Linked DNA regions of Sus scrofa: all the other regions are linked to region 3. Evidence: chromatin contacts called from public HiChIP or PLAC-seq data. All regions are on one chromosome and are shown on one strand. Each heading gives the region's core, a stretch centred on a gene start, on an enhancer-like site or on the middle of the called end of the contact. The rest is flanking DNA. Distances are from core to core; before and after follow the strand shown. Region 1 holds the start of NCAPH (condensin complex subunit 2). Region 2 holds the start of STARD7 (stAR-related lipid transfer protein 7, mitochondrial). Region 3 holds the start of SNRNP200 (U5 small nuclear ribonucleoprotein 200 kDa helicase).

Region 1 (3,524 bases), core at 406-2,905, 36 kb before region 3:
CTACGTGGAAGTGGACACTGCAAGGTAAGGAAGGGAGGTGGACTTTGGAGAAGAGACTAACAGAAATAGAAAGCACTGAAGGAAGAACTTGTCTAAGGAAACTAAAATGGGAATTAGAGGCACACCTTTTTCTGGGAATCATCTTTCTCTGTTTCCCTCCTTCCCTTTGACATTATGGATCCATTATTTCAAGAAAAGGATAACTGAGCTCTAAAACGCTTTCTGCATCCACCTCCTCATCTTTCAAGCCCTTTGGTGTGGCTCCCACACTCACCACTTCATGAAAACTGTTTTGTTGCCATCACTCACAACTTCCATGTTCCCAAACCCAACAGTCACTTTTCAGGCTTCATCTCTCTTGAGAGTCAGCAGCACTCAAAACAGGTGACAACACCCTGCTTCTTGATACACTTTTGGCTTACTTGCCTGAGTTTTTCCAGCTCTTCCTTAACCAGTTTCTAAATGTTGGTGCTGAGTGTTTTCTCTATAAGGCCTTCCTAGCGGTCTCACCTGTTCCATGGTTTTACCACCTACATAACAAAAAGCATATAGCAAAAAAAAAATGCTCCTACGGTTTGCTTCCTGACCCTCCAAATTTACCTCTCAGTCCAGGGGCTACTTCCCTGGGCACCCTATATCACTGCCCTGAGTGTCCAACTCTTATCCAAATGATTACTGACCCTTTCACCTGACCGACCCCGGTGAGTCACTTACCATGTCCAAAATGTACCTCTAAATTTCGAAACCTCTCACCAAGACACGAAGGCCCTGCCTACCTGTCCCACCTCATTCACTCTTTTAATTACCATGTCCTGGTATTCATCCATGTCAGGCTCCTTCACGCTTGCCCTTCTTTCGTACTTGCTCCTTCTGCTTAGAACATGTTCCCCAGAATCTGCTCAAAGGTCTTCCCTGACTTCCTAACCGAAAATAACCCTTCCCCTACTCTGCTCTTCTCAATCTGAGTGCTCAACCTCATCTGTAATTATTTCGTTTACTGTGTCTCCCGAACTAAAGTACACGCTCTAAGAGGGTGGGACTTTGTCGTTTTATACTATAACTCTGCGTCTAAGAGGGGGACCAAAGGGGTCGCTCAATATTTGTCGAGTGAATACGAAAATAAATAAATGCATGCGTGTTAAACACACAGCGGTAACCACAACGCTTCCACGGCCCTGAATTAAAGTGCATTCTAGGAAAACCTCCTTTTCAAGGAAGACACACCACCCAAGGTGAAGGAGCCTAGGGAAAAAGGCTTCCCACAACCTGGTCAATCACAGAGGAGCAGCGCGGACCGAAGTCGCGTTCTGATTGGCCGAGCGAAACCCGCCCGCCACTCCCTCCCCCCCCTCCCGTTACCCCCCTCCCCTCCCCCTCTCCGCGCCCTGGAGCGTCTCACTCCGCTGGCAAAGAAGAAGCCAAAGACAGGGCCGAGAATACTCGCACTGCCCGCTCAGGCCCGCCCGCCAGCACCGGTGCCTGGAGCACCATTCACGCCGGGCCCTGCCCGCAGCGCCTCCTGCCCACCCAGCCTCACCCGGACAAGGAGGTCCCATCTCGTCTTCGGAGTCGCCAGAGCCGGTTTTAAATCGCGCGCGGAGACGCCGGAGCGCTGTAACGGCCGCCGTGGCGTCACCGGGGGCGGGGCCAGGACGCGCCTGCGCGGACAGCCTCGGCCCTGCGCGCGTAAAAAAGTGGTCCTGAGAGGAAATATGCCTCCTTTCAAGCGCTAGACGCGGAACTGTGCGCTAGGGTCCAAGCGTAGAGCAGAACGGGCAAGGGCTCTGCTTTCACGGAGTTTACTTACTTATGGGGGAGGCAGATGACCAAGGTAACAAAGGTGATTTTCCCATCCTGACCTGTGCAGCAAAACACCAAGGAAGCAGAAAGTGATGGACGGGGTGTGAGACTGAGGTGAGAGGGGCGAACACACCTGAATGAGCAGCGTTACAGGCGGGGGAAGAAGGGGTGCAAAATGCTGTGTGTACATTTTTGTTGTTGTTGTTCTTTTTGCCTTTTCTAGGGCCGCACCCGCAGCATATGGAGGTTCCCAGGCTAGGGGTCCAATCGGAGCTGTAGCCGCGGCCTACACCAGAGCCGCAGCAAGGAGAGATCCGAGCCGCGTCTGCAACCTACACCACAGCTCACGGCAACGCTGGATCCTTAACCCACTGAGCAAGGCCAGGGATTGAACCCACAACCTCATGGTTCCTGGTCGGATTTGTTAACCACTGAGCCACGACGGGAACTCCTGTGTGTACATTTTTTAAAATGAAATCTAATGAAAAAAACTCCTGGATATATTCCCCTCTTTCAAAAAAATAAGATTAAGTTCTGCTTCATCTGGTTCCAAAAATTGTATTATGGAAAAAAGGCCAAGGCTGTTCCCCCAAATATCCGGAGAACAGCTTGTAATCTCTTATAACACATATATGGCATTTTATACAGCACTTCCCAAGGCATTCAGGGTGAAACAGTCCTTGGCCTGTGGGACTTTTGCCCTCTTTGTAGGACTGCTCAGTGTGATTTGCTCACAGAATGCCACTGGTGCCCCCTAGTCATTTGGCAGCCAAAAAAGTATTTACCTGTTGAAAACTTTTCTTTTTTTTTTAGGGCCACAGCCACGGCACATGGGTCGAATTAGAGCTGTAGCCACCCACCTATGCCACAGCCACAGCAAGGCCAGATCCCAGCTGCCTCTGCGACCTACACCTGCAACGCTGGATCCTTAACCCACTGAGCAAGGCCAGGGATTGAACCTGCATCCTCCTGGATACTAGTCAGATTTGTTTCCACTGAGCCACAATGGGAACTCTGAAAACAACCTTTTAAGCTTCTTTTTTTTTTTTTTTTTTTTTTTTTTTTTTTTTTTTTTTTGCAAAAACTTGTTCTCTCAGTGATCACCTTCAAACCTTTAGTGTAAGGCAGTGTGGGATAGAAGAAAGAAAACAAGTTTACCCAGAAACCTAAATCAGAACCCAGAAGCCATCCTGGACACTTCCCCCTGCCTCATACAAGCCATTCCTGGACTCTTTTTACTTCCTAAAAATCTCTTCAATCCTACATCTCTTTTCATCCACATTTCCTTCTTGCTGGTCTGCAGCAGCCCCAATCCTGCTCTGACCTCCTTCTCCTTGGGCCCAGGGTGGTGGTTGTTAAGTACAAAACTGAACTGTCACTTCCTGCCAAAGTCCAAAACCATTCAAAGGTTCCATTGCTCTAGAAAATTCTAAAATGATCTGCAAGGCCCTGCTGAATCTGGTCCCCACAGTCTCTCCAGCCTCACCTTGCCCTCCAATCATGTAGGCCTTCTTTGAGACTGGCGCTTACCATGCCAGCTCCCACCTTAAAGCCTCTGCATATACCACATCCTCGATGTGGAATCCTTCAACTCCATCTTCACCCAATTACCTTCTGTCAGGTTTCAGCTCAGGACACTTCCTCAGGGAGGCCCTCCCTGATACGCTCAAGTGTCCTTACTGGAGGCTTTAGTAGAACTTGTCACCTTTGTAATTTTACATCTG
Region 2 (3,575 bases), core at 727-3,226, 64 kb after region 3:
ATGGAGGGCAAAGAGGCAATAGAAATGGGGGAAAATGGCCCAATCAGAGGGCCTCCACTACAGTTCCTAAGAACTTATTTTTGGTAAACAGAACAAAACAAAATAAAAACAGAAGACAAAACAAAAAAGAAACAAACAGAAATCCTAAGCTCCTTTAAATCAAAGGAAGAGGGACTGTAGGAAAATTCAACCTTTCCCTTCACACCCCCTTCCGGCCATCCTACTACCATCATTGAGAAACGCTTTGCTCAACAAAGCATTAAATATTATTTTCTGTTACATACCCATTTCTTCTTACTTCGAGGGAAAATAAACATCAATACCAATCCCCATAGTGAAATCAGGCAGCCTGAATAGATCTAAATTTTAGCTCTCAGTAAAACATTTTCTTTTTGGAGAAATATCTTTTATTAAGAACACACAAAATTGGAGTTCCCGTCGTGGCACAGTGGTTAACGAATCTGACTAGGAACCATGAGGTTGCGGGTTCGGTCCCTGCCCTTGCTCAGTGGGTTAAGGATCCTGCGTTGCCGTGAGCTGTGGTGTAGGTTGCAGACACGGCTCGGATCCCGCGTTGCTGTGACTCTGGCATAGGCTAGTGGCTTCAGCTCCGAATCGACCCCTAGCCTGGGAACCTCCATATGCCGCGGGAGCGGCCCAAGAAATAGCAAAAAGACAAAAAAAAGAAAAAGAACACACAAAATTGCTCAAAAAGGTACTTTAAGAGTAAAACTTCTAATTGCACTGCCTTGGAGTGAGCAGTCTTTCACACGAAGATATCTTTTTACAGTATTTTGTTTGTCAATAAGGTACTTAATATAAGCTTTAAGACATTAAGGAAACAGTCTCTTGTAAGGCCTTGCTATTTTTAGACATCCAGCCATTTCGTTTTAGTGAGGTTGGGCATAGAATAGCAATTTATTTATTTATTTTTGTCTTTTTGTCTTTTGTTGTTGTTGCTATTTCTTGGGCCGCTCCCGCGGCATATGGAGGCTAGGGGTTGAATCGGAGCTGTAGCCACCGGCCTACGCCAGAGCCACAGCAACGGGGGATCCGAGCCGCGTCTGCAACCTACACCACCACAGCTCACGGTGGACTCACTCACTCACTCAACGCCAGATCGTTAACCCACTGAGCAAGGGCAGGGACCGAACCCGCAACCTCATGGTTCCTAGTCGGATTCGTTAACCACTGCGCCACGACGGGAACTCCTAGAATAGCAATTTAATGCCCATAAGATCTTTTAGCCAGGTTGTTCATGGGTGGTGCAAAATAGGTTTTAGGCCACCTTTGTTGGGTCAAAGAGGGACACTTGACCAGGAGCATCTGCCCCACTTAACTCCATTCTGCTGCCCTTTATCAAAGGGCTACTGCATTTCCAGACTGCGACGGGCCACCTGCCCACGCAGCAATCTGGAAAGTGTTCTGGGTTCCCAGCATGTCACACTGGCCCACTCTCGCGTCGAGGGTTCATAGAGGGACGACTGAGTGCTCAGACTCAGACTCTGGGAGGCGGTCTCGGGGGTTCGGTCAGGTCGGGAAGAGCAGCGGGGGAGGCCCAGGAAAGGTCTCCATTCACCAAAGGCGTCTACGCCGTCCCGCTCCCGGCTTCCTAACCTGGACACCCCAATGGCCCCGCAGAGGCAATGCAGAGACCCGACCCCACCCTGGACTCAAATCAGTGAACGAGACGGTGGCTTCGGGCCGCCCAGAACAGCGGAACTAGCACCGCGCAGGGTAGTAACAGGAACCTGGCCGCGCCCCCTCGGGGGGCGGGGTCGGGTGGACAGAAGATGGCGGCGGCGGGGTCCGATGGTCAATCTCTGAGGCGCCCTTGACTAGCTCTTGCCACCGCGCCACCTACCTTGCTAGTGAGGGGTCCCGGCGCGCCCCGCGAAGGGGTGGGAAGGGGAGGTGACGAGCACTTGACTCCGCCAATCAGCACCGAGAGTCTGGGCCGCGCCCAATCAGGGCCGGGCGGTGGAGCCCGGAGAAGGTTGCAGGCTGGGGGTGCATGTGGCTGACGCGGAATGCGCGAGACCTCGCCGCCAGCCTCGCTGCTTCCCGCGCGCCTTGCACCGCGGCCTCTGGCGCCAGCCTGAAGACGCCGAGGTGGTAGGGGGCCCACAGAACTGAACTGCCGTCGCCCACCCGGGCACCAGCCCGAACTCCGGAGCGCCTCCTGCCACGGTCGCGGGCCCGCCCCCGCGGCTGGTGCGCTGACCTACTCCTCAGCGGTTTCTGCCGAGAGAGATGAACGACCTGTTAGACCGTGAGACGAGCTCGGGGCCGGCCAGTTAGGGGAACTTGGCGGAAGGTCGCTCTGCGCCCTCCCAGGCTCGTTCTTTTGCTCTGCGAGCGAGACTTCGCCTGCCTCCGGGCGCGAGGCAAGCGCAGAGGGTACAGGGGCCTGCGGGGCGCGCGGTCGGCATGTTTCCGAGGAGGCCGCCGGCCAGCCTGGCCGCCTGGCTGGTGGGCGCGGCGGCGGCCGGGCGCGCGGGGGCGCGGGGCGGGGGCCTGCTCTCCCTGCTGGCCAATCAGTGCAGCTTCGTGACGGGCCTGCGCGTGCGGCGGGCGCAGCAGATCGCGCAGCTCTACGGCCGCCTGTACTCGGAGAGCTCGCGCCGCGTCCTTCTCGGCCGCCTCTGGCGCCGGCTGCGGGGGCGCCCGGGCCATGCCTCTGCCTTGATGGCGGCGCTCGCCGGCGTGTTCGTGTGGGACGAGGAGAGGATCCAGGAGGAGGAGTTGCAGAGGTGGGCTCAGTGGCGAGGTCGTGCCTTTCCCTGGGGCGGGGCCGGTCAGGTTGGGAGGTGGGGACATTAGACCGTGGGGCCTGCCTTACCGGTTCTCCCGTGGACCCGGTGGTACTGGAAGTGACGATGCAAGTAGCTTGCTCCTATTGTAGCCGGCCTTGTTTCTTTATTGCTATGTGTTAATTTGATTTGTCGAGTTGGAAATCACGAAGTGTAAGGCGTAGTGGAAGAGGGAGACTTGGGGAAGCAAGACACTAAAATAACATTGTGAAAAATTGGTATGGAAGACATGTAGGCTACTGTTCACGAGATCTTTAACACATCTGGAAAAATGCAAATTCCAAGCAGGTTTTAATTTTGACCTAAGTGTAATAATAATTATGCAGTTTACAAATTTACTTCATTCTAAGTGAATTTCGTGAGGAAGGCTAGGAGAGCTCTTTTGTCATTGTGACTCATGTCAGAGTTATGATGCTGGAATCGATTTGGCCCTCCCCGAACGTACCTGTAGCCCAGACATTTTAACCTGGAAGAACTAGGTCAGTTTATTTGCTACTTCCAGTAGAACTCTGGGAGTACTGTTTCATTAGGCTCTGAAATCACACTGTCATCATCAAAACCTCTGAAAAGTGCAGAACCATTGATCGAATGTATTAATCGGTCATTCTGAACTGAACCTTTACAATTTTCACATAATATCATAGGGAGACCTGGCTTCGGATCTTGCTTGTCACTGTACTTTCTAACAGATATTCTTAAACTGTGCTTTTTCTATACACACACACACAAACACACACACACACCCTGCCCCCTAAACTCTGA
Region 3 (3,520 bases), core at 509-3,008:
AGATGGGTGAACCACAGCATGACCATGGAATAAAAGTCAGTCCTGAGGATTTGCTTTTTTTGGCGGGGGGCGCTGTCCCACAGCATATGGACTTCCCTGGTCAGGGATCACAACCACAGCAACACTGGATCCTTAACCCACTGTGCCAGGCCAGGATGGAACCTGCATCTTAGCGCTCCCAAGATGCTGCTAATCCCATTGTGCCACAAGGGGAACTCTGGTCTTGAGGATTCAAATTCAAGTTACCTTCAGTGAGCCCCTATCTGAGTCAGGCACTTTGCTGGTACTTTGTGTGTGTCTTTTTAGGGCCTCATCTAAAGCATATGGAAATTCCCAGCCTAGGGGTGAAATCAGAGCTAAAGTTGCCGGCCTATGCCACAGCCATGGCAATGCAGGATCTGAGCCATGTCTGCGATCTGCACCACAGGTCACGGCAACACTGGGTCCTGACCCACTGAGAAAGGCCAGGGATTGAACCCGAATCCTCATGGATCCTAGTTGGGTTCATTACTGCTGAGCCATGATGGGAACCCCTGCTGGTGCTTTTAAACACACTATCTCATTTACCAAAAGACCTAAGAGGAAAGTTTTACTGCCTCAATTTTAAGGATGACAAAATGACACTCACCTAGAAACAAGGCAGCTACTCAAAGTCACAAAGCCACTGAGGAGCAGAGCTGCCACAGAACTTGACTGTCTCTTGGAAGGCCCAGTTATATATACAAAAAACTCTCAGGGCTGCAAACCTCATGCCTACAGGGGCCAAGCAATTACAGGGTCTGTGGGAAGAACATGTGCATCTAATGAAAGTGGCAGTTGCTGATTAGCACCAGGCAAGTCAGCCATGTAAGAAGGTCAGTCCTTTGCTATTTATTTATTTATTTTTTTTTTTTGCTGCACCCTTGGCATGTAGAAGTTCCCAGGCCAGGGATAGAACCTGAGCCACAGCAGAGATAACGCCAGGTCCTAACTGCAAGGCCACCAGGAACTTTCAACAATCCCAGATAGTGAGTCAAACAAAATACTCCTGTAGGGGAAATTTGGACCAGCAGCTGTCGGCCATGGCCATCAGCCATAGAGGATGAATTCCTTTAGCTTCCCTTAATCTTTCAAAAACAAACAAGCTATAACTATTCAGCTATTAGTTGCCATTCCATAGAGCAGAACTCGGGATGGGAAGGCAGGGGATAGGAAGGCAGGAGTGCCTCCAGGGCCCGGATAGGCTTCGTTGTTGGAGAAGAAATTGTTACTGTCTTCAAGGAGTTGGCCTGCCAGGAGGGTAGCTGCTTTCACCGAAGTTCTTCAATCGTGGGGAGGGCCCTGCCGCGTAAAGTGAGACCAGAATGAGAGCTCCGGAGGCATGGGTTTTAGGTGGGACAGGTGGGGAACAGAGCGTTCTTTCAATCGTTCAATATAGAGGAAAAACCCAAGGAAGATATCAGACACAGGCACACAGGTGTTTCAGTTTTCTCAGCCAGAAATGGGGTTCATTAGTTTCTCCTTGCCGGCATAGCTCACAGGACTGTTTCCAGAGGAAGAAGCCGGTAGAAAAGCGCTTGAGACAGGATAGGGGGTAAACAGACGTACGCTTCGCTATGATGTGAGGAGTCTTGGAGGCCGGAGGCCGAGGTGTAAGAAAGTACGGGACGTGGGTCCGGAACCATTGTCTGAGGGTCTCGGAATTCGTCGGTCCAACCAACCGAGCCCATAAGGTCTCAGGAAAGAGGAACGCACACGCCGTAGATACGGTCACCTGCACTTCCGGCGAGCGACCCGGAAGCGGAAGTAAGCTCGTCTCTTTCTCCCTCCATTGCGTCTCTTCTGCGTTGTTTCGGCGCGGCGGTAGCGGATATCCGTGACCGTTGAGAGCGTGCGGTGGGGGAAGAGGAGTGCTGAGACCCCGGAGCAGCGGCGGCCATGGCGGATGTGACCGCCCGTAGCCTGCAGTACGAGTACAAGGCGGTGCGTGCAGGCTCGGCGCAGGGCTCTGGGCTGGGGACCTCGGTGGGGAGCGGGAGTCTGCGGAAGGGAGCTTCTGTCTGAAGGCCTTCGGAAGAACTGCCAAATCAGAGGGGAAGTCAGATCCGGGCGAAGGTGTGGGTACATGATGATAAGACTAATAACCCCACTGGTGTCTGGGACGAGTGGGATGGGCTAAGAGCTCTGCTAGGAGTGTTTGTCCCCTGTCCCCTCAGCGCTTTACCTGCCCTCTTCCGTAAGTCACCCCCAACTTTTCCCAGGTGAGAATTATTGTGGGCAGTGTTAGGAGCAAGGATTGTTCTACCTATTTGATTACCTCTGTCTCACGCGCAATTGTACGATGCTCTTTCTAAGGAAAATATCTTATTCCAACTAATGGTTATCACCTTGTGATAGAGGAATTGGTCCTGCTCACGTCAGAACTTCGATCATATTGTTATCTTTTCAGAACTCGAATCTTGTCCTCCAAGCTGACCGCTCTCTCATTGACCGGACCCGCCGGGATGAACCCACAGGAGAGGTGCTCTCCCTGGTTGGGAAGTTGGAAGGTACCCGTATGGGAGATAAGGCTCAACGGACCAAACCACAGATGCAAGAGGAAAGAAGAGCCAAGTGAGTATAAGGCGAAAATGATTTTTATTCAAATCCAAAGTCCATTTTCTCTTGGTATTTGGGCAGTGTTTTTGCTGAAATGCTTGGTGCAAGGAGACGTAGTGGCATTAAAACTCAGTGAAAGTAAAAACAGAATATAAGAATTGAAAGGTTCTTGGCCTTAACAAGTGTACCTGAGGTGGAAAACAATTTTTAGACCTTTTGCCAGCATGTGTTTCTTGTCCATAGAGAGATCTTAATTTTTTCATGGTATTTTCAAGATTCTTGGTTAACCCTTGTCTCAGTAACTCTTTTCTTCTATTACTAACTTGCCACTCCTACTTCTTTTGTCTTCCCTTGTCCATTTCTATTTTTTCTGTTTTTACATTTTATTTTATTTTTTTAAATTTTATTATGGGGAATTCCCTTCATGGCTCAGTAGTTAATGAACCCGACTAGTGGGTTCAATCCCTGGCCTCGCTCAGTGGGTTAAGGATCTGGCATTGCTGTGGCTGTGGCGCAGGCTGGCAGCTGTAGCACTGATTCAGCCCCTTGCCTGGGAAACTCCATATGCTGTGGATTTGGCCCTGAAAAGGCAAAAGACAAAAAAAAAAAAAAAAAAATTTATTATGGTTGATTTGCAATGTTCTGTCAATTTCTGCTGTATATCTAAGTGACCCAGTCATACATACATGCATAATTCTTTTTCTTATATTATCTTCTATCATGTCCTATCACAAGAGATTGGATATAGTTCCCTGTGCTATACAGCGGCACCTCATTGCTTATTTGTTCTAAATGTAATAGTTTGCATCTCCTAAACCCAAACTCCCAGTCCATCCCACCACTCCCCCCTCCCCCTTGGCAACCAGAAATCTGTTCTTCATGTCTGTGAGTATGTTTCCATACTGTAGATAGGTTCATCTGTGCCATGTTTTAGAGTCCACAT

Evidence for each region. HiChIP or PLAC-seq counts read pairs in DNA pulled down with a chosen protein or histone mark.
Region 1: an H3K27ac HiChIP or PLAC-seq map of alveolar macrophages shows a contact between it and region 3. The contact joins the promoter of NCAPH here to the promoter of SNRNP200 in region 3. A contact is called at or near these places in 2 of 47 Hi-C or Micro-C datasets (embryonic fibroblasts and epiblast stem cells) and 2 of 2 datasets of contacts at active chromatin or transcription factors (alveolar macrophages and skeletal muscle).
Region 2: an H3K27ac HiChIP or PLAC-seq map of alveolar macrophages shows a contact between it and region 3. The contact joins the promoter of STARD7 here to the promoter of SNRNP200 in region 3. A contact is called at or near these places in 2 of 47 Hi-C or Micro-C datasets (epiblast stem cells and heart right ventricle) and 1 of 2 datasets of contacts at active chromatin or transcription factors (alveolar macrophages).

The regions. Positions count from the first base shown.
Region 1 is chr3:46,891,353-46,894,876 of Sscrofa11.1, forward strand. It overlaps NCAPH (condensin complex subunit 2), which reads right to left and starts at 1,656. Exons shown (of 18, transcript XM_021087093.1): 1 at 1,538-1,656. The coding sequence starts at 1,556.
Region 2 is chr3:46,990,732-46,994,306 of Sscrofa11.1, forward strand. It overlaps STARD7 (stAR-related lipid transfer protein 7, mitochondrial), which reads left to right and starts at 1,977. Exons shown (of 8, transcript XM_003124844.6): 1 at 1,977-2,753. The coding sequence starts at 2,431. All of the region lies in intron 4 of TMEM127 (transmembrane protein 127), which reads left to right.
Region 3 is chr3:46,927,308-46,930,827 of Sscrofa11.1, forward strand. It overlaps SNRNP200 (U5 small nuclear ribonucleoprotein 200 kDa helicase), which reads left to right and starts at 1,759. Exons shown (of 45, transcript XM_021087098.1): 1 at 1,759-1,962; 2 at 2,429-2,592. The coding sequence starts at 1,918. LOC110259970 (a long non-coding RNA gene) reads right to left here and starts at 1,721. Exons shown (of 2, transcript XR_002342509.1): 1 at 1,588-1,721; 2 at 882-1,320.